Regions from separate parts of the Anas platyrhynchos genome. Here region 1 is linked to region 2. The links are chromatin contacts, called in public Hi-C maps. All regions are on one chromosome and are shown on one strand. Each heading gives the region's core, a stretch centred on a gene start, on an enhancer-like site or on the middle of the called end of the contact. The rest is flanking DNA. Distances are from core to core; before and after follow the strand shown. Region 1 holds the start of DENND6A (DENN domain containing 6A). Region 2 overlaps SLMAP (sarcolemma associated protein).

Evidence for each region. A called contact is a pair of places that touch in the nucleus more often than the background predicts.
Region 1: a contact with region 2 is called in a Hi-C map of subcutaneous adipose tissue, with 3 times the contacts expected there. The contact joins the promoter of DENND6A here to the enhancer-like site in region 2. A contact is called at or near these places in 4 of 8 Hi-C or Micro-C datasets (liver, skeletal muscle and subcutaneous adipose tissue).

The regions. Positions count from the first base shown.
Region 1 is chr13:12,638,446-12,645,412 of IASCAAS_PekinDuck_T2T, forward strand. It overlaps DENND6A (DENN domain containing 6A), which reads left to right and starts at 1,732. Exons shown (of 22, transcript XM_072044624.1): 1 at 1,732-2,592; 2 at 6,147-6,198. It overlaps SLMAP (sarcolemma associated protein), which reads right to left and starts at 1,433. Exons shown (of 24, transcript XM_038186175.2): 1 at 1,285-1,433; 2 at 1-1,085.
Region 2 is chr13:12,598,594-12,605,079 of IASCAAS_PekinDuck_T2T, forward strand. It overlaps SLMAP (sarcolemma associated protein), which reads right to left. Exons shown (of 24, transcript XM_038186175.2): 3 at 6,228-6,375; 4 at 725-797. Among named protein-coding and RNA genes, the nearest start is that of SLMAP, 38 kb to the right of the region's middle. Within about 2 kb of position 3,103, at least 3 of the 8 cell types and tissues checked have an H3K27ac peak or open chromatin away from gene starts, as enhancers often do. A contact at or near this core is called in subcutaneous adipose tissue, where this site is marked.

The sequences.
Region 1 (6,967 bases), core at 482-2,981, 38 kb after region 2:
TCCTCCACGATTTTTAAGCCGAACCTCCACAGCAACTTTACATTAAAGCACGACAAACATTATCACGTATGAGAGGCCTAACAACTCATTGTTTCAGTGTGTAAACTAATTCTGGCAATAATCCAGTGAAAAAGCCCCATTATGTCTTTTAACAACATCGGCAGTGGCCCAGAAAAAGTCTAAAACGCACAACTTTCAATCCATCCTCCTCTGGAAGAATAGGAACAAGCATCTGATTCCTTCAAAGAGAAGCAAAGGCTCCTTGAAAGAAGGATAGAATGTCTCAAATCCAAGTAGATGAGTCATACAAATACTTTTGTTTGGGACCTCAACTGCCTTCTTTTTTTTCCCCCTTCCGTAAACAACACTGACCAAAATTCTGACCCACGTAACATGGAAGCAAAGAAAGGTTTAGGGAAGGGGGAAAAGGATCAACGTCCTCTCTCAAAGCACACAGGTGAGGAGCTGGAAGGTGACCACGAAGCCCTCGCTCCGCAACAGGGATCTAGCCGTCTCACAGGGCAAGCCGCATTTCATCATCTTCGCATATTAAAACAAAGCCGAACCGATGGTCCTGGATTTAGGCGCTACGCTCTTTTCCTCCCCTACCCCTGATAAAGCCGAGCTGCTCTACAGTTCCTCGCCGCCACTCAGATAAGGAACTTGATAAGGCATGGAGAGGGCTGCAAGCTGCTTCTCCCGGGGACAAGCCGAGGCGAGGGGAGACTCCTCCGGGGCCGGCCTAGGAGCGGGCTGACAGGTTGCTGCCAGCGGGGCCAGGCGTGGGGCAGGCTCCCTCCTGCCCCCGGGGGGGGTCCCAGCCAGGAGCCCCCTGCTCGGGGAGAGAAGGAGGAGGAGGAGGAGGACGCCGAGGAGGAGGATGAAGAGGAAGAGGCGGCCGCAGCTCCGCTCCTCTCAGCCCCTCCGCAGGTGGCTGCGCATCGGGGGGGGGCCGCCCCTCAGCCCCTCACGCTTCTCCACCCGGCGGCGGCGGGAGAGGCCTGGCGGCCGGGCCCGGGCGCCTCCCGCTCGGTAGCTCTTGCCTCTCCTCAGGCGACCGCCGGCCGCGAAAACTTTCCTCCGACCTGCGGAGGCGAAAACAAACCGGGTCAGACGCGGCCCTCGCCCGGCGCCCCCCTTCCTTCTTCTCCTCCTCCTCACCCCCCCGTTCCCTCCCGTCCCCCCGGCCTAGCGGTGCCCGGCCCCGAGGGAGGCTCGGGGCGGCCCGGGGGTGGAGGAGGAGGAGATGGGGGGGGGGGAAGAGGCTGGGTCTCCCTCCCTTACCTTCAGCGCAGCGGCCGCCATAGTGACTGGAAACCTACCCGGTGCGGCAGCCGGGGAGGGGCGGGGGTCGGGGAGAGAGGGAGGGAGGGGGGGGGAGGGCAGGCGGAGGGAGGAGCCGGCCTCGGCGGGGCCTGACCGGAGGCGAGGCGAGGCGGAGAGGCCGCCCCCGGGCTCCGCGCAGGCGCTGGGGGTGGAGGGGGAGCCGCGCAGCCGCCTTGGGGCTCCGTGAAGCCGCCGCTGTTCCCCCCTCTGGGGTCGCTGCTGCCCTCTGCAGGGCGCGGGAGGAGCCCCTGCGAGGGGGGGGCAGCACTGTGAGGGGGTCGCCCTGTGAGGGGGTCGCCCTGTGAGGGGGTCCGCGCAGGGCTGTGAGGGGCTCGGGGGCAGCCCCGTGAGGGGCTCAGGGGCTGTGAAGGGGGAATGGGGCTGCGCGGATAGGGCACGGTTATGAGGTGGTGAGCGGGGGAGGGTCGCTGAGGTGAATGAACCCCCAGGGTGGGTGCGTCCCCCCCTGTGTGGAAAGGAGCGAGGGGGCTCACCCTGAGGTGGGGGTTCCCCTGCTCTAAGGTGAGGGGCTCACCCTGAGGTGGGGGCTCACTCACCCACCCTGAAGTGGGGGTCCCCCACTGCCCTGAGGTGAGGAGGTTGCCCTCCCTAAGGTGAGGGCACCCCAAGGCAGAGCAGGGTTTCTGCACTGCCTCCAATATCTGGTTTGTTCAGGGTGCTCCCCAACACCTCCCCACCTTCTTGCCATGTGTTTTTCATGCCATTTTGTGATCCTAGGTGTGAAATTTGGGAATGTTGCATGGCGGAGAGGCCGGCTGGGTTTTGCTGGCTCTGGTAACTGTCTGGGAGTGGGGGGGACCCCTTGAAGCAGTTGTCGCAGGCCCAAGGCAGAGTAACAAAAAGTTCAGTGGAGGACAGAGATGGGGTTCACTGGCCCAATGTTCTCCTTCAGCTGTTCATGGAGGCCTGATAACTATAGCACAAAGCCCTAGTTATCCCCATTTTATAGAGATCGAGGAAAGGGTGTTACTTTTTCAAGGTCATACACTAGGCTAGCGCAGAACAGGTCCCTCCAGTCCGAATTCATTTTTAAGTCAGTCAGTCCCTATAAAGCAAACAAGCAGAGATTGTTTGATATAGGATAGATGCTGGGGTTGTGCCAGCACTATAATTACCCTGTGACAAGGTGTTGGGATTAGGGAGATGGGAGGGTTTTGTGATGCCAGGAAGGCCGTGGAGGAAAGAAGTGGAGCCGTGCCAGGCAGTTTAGCCAGCAATATAGGAGAGAAATACATAGCAGTTGAGGTAAGGCAGTGAAGTGCCTAAGAGAAAGAATGATTACTGTGTTATTAGTTATAGCACAGTAAAATCTCAGGGTCATTTTTTTTAACCTTTTTTTTTTTTTTGACTCATTATTGAGGGGGGAGGGTTGGATTCATTGCAGCCTAGTTTTCTATTTTTCTTCTGATGATCCCAAGAAAAAAACAACAGCAAAAACATGTTTGTGTATCTGTGTTTGAAGCAAGGAGATTAAATCCAAAATGAGACACATCTGATTTTTGAAGACGAAAATATACTATATATGGAAGCTTTAGGGTTGTATATTGGTAGTTTTTAATTCTACAGATGGTGTATGTATATGATGCACCACCTCATAGCTTCCATCAGCTTGTTTGTAAGACTTTGCTATTGTGACAACTATATTTCTAATTTACTCTTTTATGTAAATGGAAATTTGATATGTCTGTTGTTTATAGCATACAGGATGCCGTAATGAATCAAAAAGAGGAAAGGAACGTAACAAGAGGATGGGGAAATGGATAAATAAAAGTCTATCAGGAGTTAAATTTGAGGGAAAGGGCTGCAAAAGTAGAAATAATTGAGAACATTTTGGAATTGGAGAGGAGTAAGAAGTAGCGGGAACAAATGCTACTAACAGGTGTTGGAATGAAAAGAATGTTTATGAGAGCATTTCTCGTATTTGTGTATGCATGTTTAATTGAGAAAGGAGTTTGAAAGTCAAATCCAAGATGAAGAAGCAGCATTAGCATTTATAGGGAGTAAGAGGATCAAGAGAACTAAGAGGGATATTAGTTACTGATGTTCTCTGTAAGTACTGTTTTTTCAGATATTAATGCGATTTAAACATATTTCATACTGTATTGTCTGTACAATATCTTTCTCAAGGTTTTATGTGACCAGTAGAACAAACTAATACCCCACGTTTAAGCGTCTTTTAAGCCTGTGCTATCCATATCATAGTATCCTGAACCTTTCTCCTTCTATCCCCTGGAGAAATCCCATTACGACAATCCCAAGGGGCAAGCAGTGGCATGTGCCAGCTGCCCAGTATTTCTGGGTGCTGCCAAGTGGCTCAGCAAACAGAGTTCTGCCTGCTTTCATCAAGGGACCTAACTCGAGCCCTCCTCTTCTGTGCGAGTGCCAGCTTTCGGAGAAGTTGGATGGACTTAGTTCTCTCAGACTTTTTTTAATCCTATTTCAAATTGGCTACTGAGTTCAAAAGTTATTAGAGGCTGAGTTGTAGACTTAAATTAAAAATACAGGAAGTGGTTGCATTCTGAATTGGGGAAACAAACTATAATATGAGTATTTTAAGAGGTATTTGATACTTATCAGAAAGTGTCCATCTTTATTTAAACAGTGGAAAGCAACAGGAGGATGGAGAGAGTTCAGGATGGAGTAATCAACCACTATACTCTGCTCAGCAGAGTACAGAGGGTGTGTAAGCACATGCGTCTTTTCTGCAAACCACTGTTGGTCACACAACCAAAAGAGGCAGTGAGCTTTCACAGCCATGTTAGGTAAGGGCAGCAAGATGCCACTTCGGTGGCCATCCTTTTTCTGGGCGGGAAGTCCATAAAATTTAATGATAGCCATCATAACTGAGGGCAGATACAGCATGCTCTATTGCCATCTTGGATAAGGGAAATGGAAGGAAGGTGTCTGTTGCATTTGTCCCCCAAAGAACTGGTGTCCGTTTCAGAATGATAAAATGTGGCGGGGTTACGGTTTATGTATGTACCTGCTAAATATCTGGATTTTGGTTTGAGTGTGCCAAAGTGCAGGAAAGACCCTTTAGTTCGAAGGATTTGCTGAAAAATAGGATCCTCTGCTGAAGACAGCCTGCTGTGAATTCTAAATTATCTCCAACTGCCAAGAAGGAAAACAGCATCATTATAGCCAATTCAGCGATAAATTTCTGAATGATGTGCAATGATGATCTAGAAGGCTACCAAAATGTTGTGTGTTGGATTAAGGTTGTCACTGAGAAGGTGTTGTGAACTGATTGCTTAGTGGGAGATCCTGTGTAAAGAGAGATTGTTAGATATGGAATGAATGAGGCGTGCTGTGTAGAAAAGTTCAATTTTCAATATAAAAATTATGATGTAAGTTGAAAACAGAATAAATAGATAAGGAGAAAGTTGGAGTTGCACAATTTTCTGCTGTGTTCTCACCCCTGAGACTCATTCAGCAGCAGCTAACTAAATCAATTTTTCTCATGATTACCAGAAATATGACAAATAATATGCATAATTGCCCCACATGAAGCCATACCAAATTTTAAAATATAACACTATATAAAGGGATTTACAGTTACGTAATGTGGAAACATACAGCAGAGTTTGAACAGCTGTGTCCTGATGTTATATCCCTTGCAAAACAAGCTTGCCTCACAAGTAGCTGTAGAGACATACAGAATGAAGCTGAAGCATCAAAAAGTTAAAAATTGTTTCAGAGCAGTAGGTTGGTTTTCCTGCAGCTATAAATGTGTCAGTTCAGATGAGAACAGACAATAATATTTTGGTTCATAGCAATCACTTGTCCGCTAGAGGGCCAGGGGGAGGACCAACTGCATGTCATCTCAGACTAGCTAGCTCAGACAAATGTTTGCTGATCTACAGTTGCTTTTCAGATCCAGTGACTGAATATATAGTAACTTTTTTCTCAGGCAGGAAAAGTGGTCTCACAAAATAAGGTAAACAAGGAATGGCAAGATTCTTGTGACACCGGTGATTCTACAGTTTGTTGAAATATACTGCTTGCAGTTCTTGATAAAATTCACAATATTCTGTGCATGCATGATAGCATATCTCTGGACGTTAGCAAGACTAAATGGTGTGGTTGCAGTGCATATCAATACAACAACAATCCGATTTGAATTTTCAGATACATGTTGTTTTCAGGAGCTGCTGAATACATATACTTTCTACAGATGTTTTCTCTAGCGGTATATTTCTGTCCTTGCTGATATATAATGAGAAATAAATGGAGCAAGATCATTTCCTCAGAATAATGATCATTAGTGGAAAAGAATAACAGGCATTTGCTAATGTTATTTGCTAGTTTCATTATCATGTTTAAAAAGAGTCCAATTATCCTAGTAACTAAAGATCATAGGAAAAAAAAAAAGCCCGTAATATGTATCAGAGCTGCGTTATACCTTATATTTAATTACAAACCTTGCATTGCAGCGTTTGAAGCACTGCGTGTAAACGACTTTTGGAAAAGATTCTGTACAATGATTCCATAAACATTGGTATGTGAGTGAAAAGGATCTGGCTCCTGAGTCCCTTAGCTTCCAGTGGCAGTGGTCCCATAAACTTTCTACAAGCTCACCAAGCTCTTCCTAAAAACTTAGGGCTCTAGTCCTCACTACTTTTGTTGGAACATTTTCTTCAAAACCTTGCTTCTCCAATGATTAGAAAATTTGTTCTAATTATCAGCCAGAATTTATTCAAGGGTGGTTATACCTGCAGTGCTACCGTTTTTCTTTAGTTTCAAAATTATGTTCTGTTCTTTCACCTGTCTGACTAAAGAACCATTGCATTATCTTTCAGCCTTAATTTTGAAGGACAAAGCAACTCAGCTGGTTTGATCCTCTCTTGTCAGGTAGACTCTCCATTTATCTTGTTTCACTGTATGCAGTTATAACAATGTAATATGCATAGTAAGTTTTATATACTATGTAAAGTAAATGTTACATGTAAAATGTATTCTCTATATAATCTCTATTACATACATTATGTTGTATGTTGATAATATTAATACAATGTATATAGCAAATATAACGTAACATACTGTTAATAGTTATTCAGTTTATATTAATGCTAATATATAATTTTACATAGAATGTTTCTTTATTTCTAATGAAATTCTCTAAATTGGTCTTCCTGGCCTCTTCCCTGCTTTATCATTTTCGTAGAACACAGTCATCATGTGATTAGCTCCTAGTGGCTCTTCTCTTAATATGAGGTTGACATTTTTGAGATGTTTGAAATTTTCTCTGGTTTGTAGAGTAAGAAAACAAAGTGTTAAGTACCTTTCTTTATGAATGTTTGTTACACCAATTTTTCTGATACAAATTAAGTATTGCTTTCAATTAAAATTTCAAGGGTGGGAGGCAAGGGGAGACGAGCAGAAGATGTTTATCCAACCCTTTGGTGTTACGCAGTAGATATGTGCGTTCCACACCGTCACTTCCTACTGAAGCTGATGGAAATTGGCCAGCCAGCAGCCACCACTACATTGGCTGCTACGTGGTAGAAAGCTTCCTGCTGAGAGGCAGGACAAAACAGCAGAGTTGTTGTGGTTGAAAGAGGGTGGAAGAAAGTAAGATAGCTTCAAATGCTGAACAGCTTTGGACTTTATGAATCCACCT
Region 2 (6,486 bases), core at 1,853-4,352:
GCATACAGTTGCTGAGGATGAAAGCTGATTAAAATTACGTCATTTGTAATTGTCACTCAGTTACTGCAAATGTTTACTTTTTTGTTATTGTTGTTTCTACCGCTCTTTGAAGTTTTCTCCAATATATGCACATATTCACAGAAAAGCCTCTTGGTATTCATCTTAGTTTGCGAATACTCTTTCATCCAATATATTTTATAATTCCTTCCCCTCCAACTCAGACAAAATTTTCCTTCATTGTAACACTGAGTAACTACACCATGAGGAAACATTATTCTATTACTTATCTGAAGAATATAAACAGTGTTATGTGTACACATGTACAGACAGAGATGATACTTGCTTCACTTTGGTAGACTTTGTTATTTTTGTTAATATAAATGCACATTCTCAAATTGTAAAACAGGGGTATGCTTCATTTGCTTTCTCTTTTCTTGTGTTATTCTGTTTTTAATACCATTTCAGTATACTAAGAATCACATCCAAACAGAGAAGTCAAACTTGGTAAGAACTTAGTTATTCTTTCATAGTTGCATTGATTTTTACAACTGACAATCAAATTAAGATTTATTTTTTCACAATGCCTGCAGAAGAACCATGTTCTCAGTTACTTTCTTTGCTTGAACACACAAAAATGTTCATATGTTGATTTTAAATATAATACCCATCAAATCTTCAAAATACAGAAATTTATTTTTTGCCATACACAGATAGTTATACTTACTCTGATCGCAATCGAGCTTCCATTCCATCTGGAAGAAAAAGTTTGATTGTGGAGACTATACATCCATGGGTAACTGAAAAGAAACAAATAGTACATCATCATGATCCATTACTATTTAATTATAAGTTCAATGCTTAATGATATAGTAGAACGAAGTGAACTGTCTTAAGAAACTCCAAGGCAGGTGAACAAGAAAAGGCATAAATGCCTTCAAGCATCAGTGCTTTGCTCTGCTTTCTCAGACCTTCTCTGTTGACAGAAAACTTTACCATTAGAAATTCCAGTTTAGGCTGTGTACTTGGTCCTGGCCTATGAAGCAGGTCCAATTCCAATTATTCCAAATGAGCAATGCCTGCAAGATTTCTTCACTGCAGTGAGTTAAAACATTATATTTGGTTCATAAAACAAGGGTAAAAAAGAATGCATCTTACCTGTGTTAGTTAACAGGAATATAGAAGTATAAACATAATAATGAGATAGCTTTTTGACACAATTCCTGTATCTAGAGACTTCAGAGGTAACATGAACAATTTATGTCACCTGACACTCATTTGGCATTTGGAACTTGCCAAGTAATCGCTATTTAAAAACACAGAGATCAAAAAGGGAGCACAACAGAGAGTACAGGAACATCCTCTTGGGCACTATGAGCACCAGCAGCATTCAGGACAATATGTATCTACTGTTGTATGCTTGTAGTATGTATCTGAAATACACAGCCCTAGTCAAGAGACCTTTCATTTCAGAAAGATTCAGAAAGTTTGCTTCTCCAGGACTGAATTCAGGATCTTTTGAACTGACGAAAGATCCTGAAGAATAAGAGAAGGAAATAGAGTATTTGACTCTCCAAATATTCAGGATACTCAAGATTCTTCAAATATTCTTCAAACATCAGGATCAATCTCTCTCCTCATTTCCCAAAAATTATACTGATATCATTTTCGATAAGAATGCAAACAATTAAATCACAGCTTTTTTTTTTTTCCTTGTGTAGTTCTATGATTTGGGAAGTAAATCTTCTCAATCTCACAGAAAGGAGGATAGAAGCTACTTGCTAAACACCCCAGCAAGCTGGATCCAAGTAACTATATGGTCTTCTATCACTACACCTAAAGATCCCACCAACATATAAGACACAGCTGCTCTACTTTCGTAGTTATTAATATCAGCAAAACAGTTAAACGGGCTTTGAAAAAAAAAGGACAATGGGTGTTTTAGGACAACGGAAGTACTCCAGGGAAAAGAGACAGGTCTTTGAGGAAGCTACCTGAATAGAATCTAAAAATACAGGAGACAATCCACCTAAAGAGTTCTTCCTTAACCTGCATTCAGTACTAAAAGCTAAATACTTATCCTTTTGGCTACAGCACCTTCAGTTGCTTTGCCTTTAAGTTGAAACATTAAATTTACATGCCAGCAAAGGACAGGACCTTTTTCTTGGAACAGATTAATCCATGGGTTTGGGGGCCTTTTTTCTACAGAATTTACAAATCTGTTCTTGAGAAGACGGTATAAGAATAAATAAAGGTACATTAGGAATATTAGCTGTATTAGCTGTAGCTTGTTGTACTCACACTGCTTTCACATGGAAGGCTCCTTTCCTTTAAGGCACCATAAGGAAACTACTGATTTCAGTAAGAAAATACGAGGGTATGTGAAATCAAAGGTAACAGACAGCCTTACCGCTGCACCGTGTATCAGATAAGCACAGATAAGCACACTGTGAGATTATGTAATTCTCAAGTTTTTTCCTGAATGCTCACACTGAAAAAAACATACTAAAATCTAAAGCTTTTGTGGTGTTAAATAAATAAATATGGGACTTAATAGTGACTGAAATAGTGACAGTGAAAAGGCACGGAGCATTTTGTTTGGTTTATAAAACAAGAAATAAAATAAAATCTTACTCTATAATGAACCGACAGCTAAAGGGTAAACAGAAGAAAAATCAGACAGCCTAAGGGAAAGGCAAAGCAACATATTAAGTGTTATAGTGGCAGCTGGAGAGGCTAGTAGGAATTGCTTTCCCTCCTGTCTCTATTATTTCCTTCAGAATATCTATTATTTCCTTCAGAATAAACAATAATAAATTAAAAAAGAGACCTGTGGTTGCCCAAAGGACAGGGAAATGCCCCTCCAGCCACAGCAGGTCCCTCAGCCCCTTATGGCTGCCCGCTAACCTGTACTCACCTCCCGGGCTGAGGGACGCGTTGTGAAGAGGTCTCGGCGGGGCCTGCGGCCAGGCCCGGTTCTCGGCCTGGCTCGGCTCGGTTCCGGGCTCGGTTCCCGGCTCGGTTTCCAGCTCGGTTCCCGCTGACAGGACCCGGCCCGGCCGCGGAGGCGCGGCGGCTGCGAGGAGGCAGCAGAGGGCGATGCCCGCCCGCGGCTCGGCGCTGACGGCCCCGGGGGAAGCGGGGCCTGGGAGCGCCGGCGAGACCAAGGGCAAAGAAGGGAAAACTCGCTGCCTGCAGGAAACCTGACGGGGCCGACTGCAAAGCGGCATCAAAAGGGGTTCTTATCTTAAGTTTTGTTTTGTCTCAAAACTTTTGCTTCATGGATAGACAGACTACTGGGAAATGATGCTCTTTTCTTGTTTTTCACGTGTTACTGGGAAAAGAGCAGTCAGGGCAGCGACCCCAGAAGTGTTAAGAGGCTGCCTCTGGTACTTCACCTGGCCAGTTCCATGCAGCTGGGACACTGCACGCAGCGGGTGCCCCACCTGCACAGGCTTTTACGAACTCCATGCCAAGGAAAAGAGGGATGAAAGGTCCAAACCTGACCAGAAAAAAAGTGCACAAACTGTATTTGAACTGACTCCTCAGGTTCTTACTGATGGCGCTGGAAAGCCTCGCTCCCTTCCAAGCGGGTACTGTTAACTCTTAGAGAGTCCTGGTAAGGAGCAGGACATTTAGGAACTGCTAAAAGAAAATAAAGCAAAGCACACCAACACAGGGAAAAACGCACAGTAGGGTGATTAATAGATAAACATGGCAATAAGGATAGGGAAATGAGCAGGCCTGGGTGCTCGCTCGTAATAACAACGAGCGGACGAATAAGGAAGCAGGAGGGCTGGAAACATTTCTCTCAGGCCTGTTAATGACTTCAGCTCGGCAGCAGAACTTGGAAGAACCGGTGCTTACATAAGACAGCCCGAAAAAAAGTCACTTACGGAACGTGCCACTATTTTAACGATCCAAACCAAGGTCATATTTGCAAGGAAATGACTTACTAAAACACAGCCTGAACAATAAAATAAAAATAAATATATTCCAGCAATATTTACGCAATTCAAAATTTACCTAGCCAAATACACTCTGCCTATCCAGTCATAACCTTGTAATTGCATACAGCAAAATGCTGTGATGCTTTATGCAAGTAAAGTGTTATATCAGAATGCAAAATGGTTTTAAAGGGAACCACTAATTTAAAAACTCCTTTCATGTCTGTGTTTTGTTACTAGGTTAGGTTAACAGTAACATCTGAGATTACTGCAATGAATTGGTGGAAAAAAAAGCTTTTATATGCATTCCAATTGCATTCATGTGTAACCACTTTAGCTGTGATGCAGCTGTTTCATGCCCCTGCATGATACAATTTTCATTCATTGCTTGAGGAGGCAGGGAGAGCAAGACAGCAAACTTGTACACCTTCCTCATTAGCCAGCTCAGCACATTCATTAGCAGTTCTGGAGTATAGTTCCTATGTTCAAAGCAAAGGGAAGGCAGCAAAACCAGATCGCTCATGACACAGAAGCTTGGTCACAGGGATCGTGTCCTGTAAAGCTAACACAAAGCCATTGGGAAGAACTACTGCTGTCATTCAGGTGACTGCTTACAGTGAAACTTCCACAAACTTTCACGTAAATGAATTGCAAATAATTGCTGATAAAAAAAAAAAAGGAACTATTTTTTTTTTCCAATTAAATCTTAAAATAAAATAAATATTGATTTAGGTCTGAATAGACATGTACAAATTTGATTCCTTTTAGTGGGGACAGTACCATATCAAATAGACAGTCCCAGGTTCATTGGAGATGCAAAGTATTCCTTTGACCTACTGATACACTGATTACTACTAGCGTTTGTAAATATTTGCAGTTGTGTCACATGAAGTAGCATTTTAAGTAACTCCTAGATTATACCAACTAAACACCCAGGAGTTAAATTTTCAATAACATAATTTGTGAGTAAACAAACATTTTAATGACCTTTACTTACAACTTTAATAGTTGCTTTGTTCACTTCATGCTCTTCAAAAAATCTGCTGCTGTACAATGTTTTTTGTTGTTGTGTGTGTGTTTCTGTGTGCTTTAAATAAAAATTTTACCATCAGCAAAAAAAATATCTAACATTATTCTTTCAGTTCATCCTTTCTTAATATACTTTCCTTTAAGGATAAGCATGGATAACACCTATGGAGGTCTTGTTCAATAAAGTAGTGAAGTAGAAATGCAGCGATGACAGTTCTGCTGTTTTATTGATAAATCAGTTACTGGATTAGGATCCTTCCACACACGGCCAGAATACTGATGCCCATGAAAGTAGCAGACCCATTATGTATCTTAAAAGTCTTGATGATATTTATTACCATCTATTGATTACTATCTAATAATTCAAACACAGACCAGCCTTTAAAAACAGAAATGGCTCCTGAGACACGGTACATGAATGCAGAAGAATAGAGACTGAGGCTGCATTTTTAATTGATTTACAAAGACATGTAGCTTTTGTCATAATATGAGATCTCCTGAATGTGAATACTGGGAGGGGAACAGGAACAAAACCAAACCAAACAAAACCCCATCACTTCATTTTTCAGCTAGCAATTTTTTTCTATCCTCATTTTTAAGTAACTGCAGGAACCAGAAGTAGTACCAGTCATAGAAAAAAAGTACCTAGATACCTCGACAAGAATAAAATTACTGTGTTTAGTACCTGTTTAGCACTTTATCAATAAACTCAGCTTCATACTTCCGCCGCATTATCAGCTGAACTTTAGGGTTCATATGCTTGAAAGAAAGGTAGCGACAAAACCAAACCCAAAAGAACTACGCATACAGCCCCATGCACACATGCTCACACTGAAGTTTTAAAATTGCTCTAAGTCAATTGAAGTGAGACAACAGGCAAGCACGGTCCTAGTGACCTATCCTCCTTTTCTGGATCTGCATTACCCATTCAAAAACACACCAGCACTCATACAGCCACCCAAGCATGTGGTTTAGGGAAGCAAGTCAGTTGAAAATCTAGTTGTCAGGGTGGAGGAGGGGGACAGAGCCAGTTTTTTTCAGCAAATCAGTTTCTTGATCTAGTTTACCCTGCAGCCACAAGACTCACTGCCAGCACAAAAGAGGGAATGGAACCAAAAAAAAAACAAAACAAACAAACAAACAACTGTTTCCTTTCTTACAACAGGAATACCATTTACTCTCCAGGTTTACACCGCAGCAAGATATTCCAATAAATATAGTTGGGGAAAAAAAAAAAAAGATCCATACCCTTACCTTTCCGCGTGTTCTCTGTCACATCTACACCAAACTGGATGATGTCACCTGACATAATCTCACATGGTGGGCTCTCCTCAGATCCTCTACTCAGTCTCTGACTATTAATAAAGGTACCATTACTACTTTTAGTGTCTTGAAGATAGAACTGTAAAAAGAAACAAAAAGAGTAGTAAGTTATACAGAAAAAACAAAACAAGTATGATGAAATTGGAGCTCCAGTAAAATTTTATTTGCTTTAAAATATAGCTTGATACCC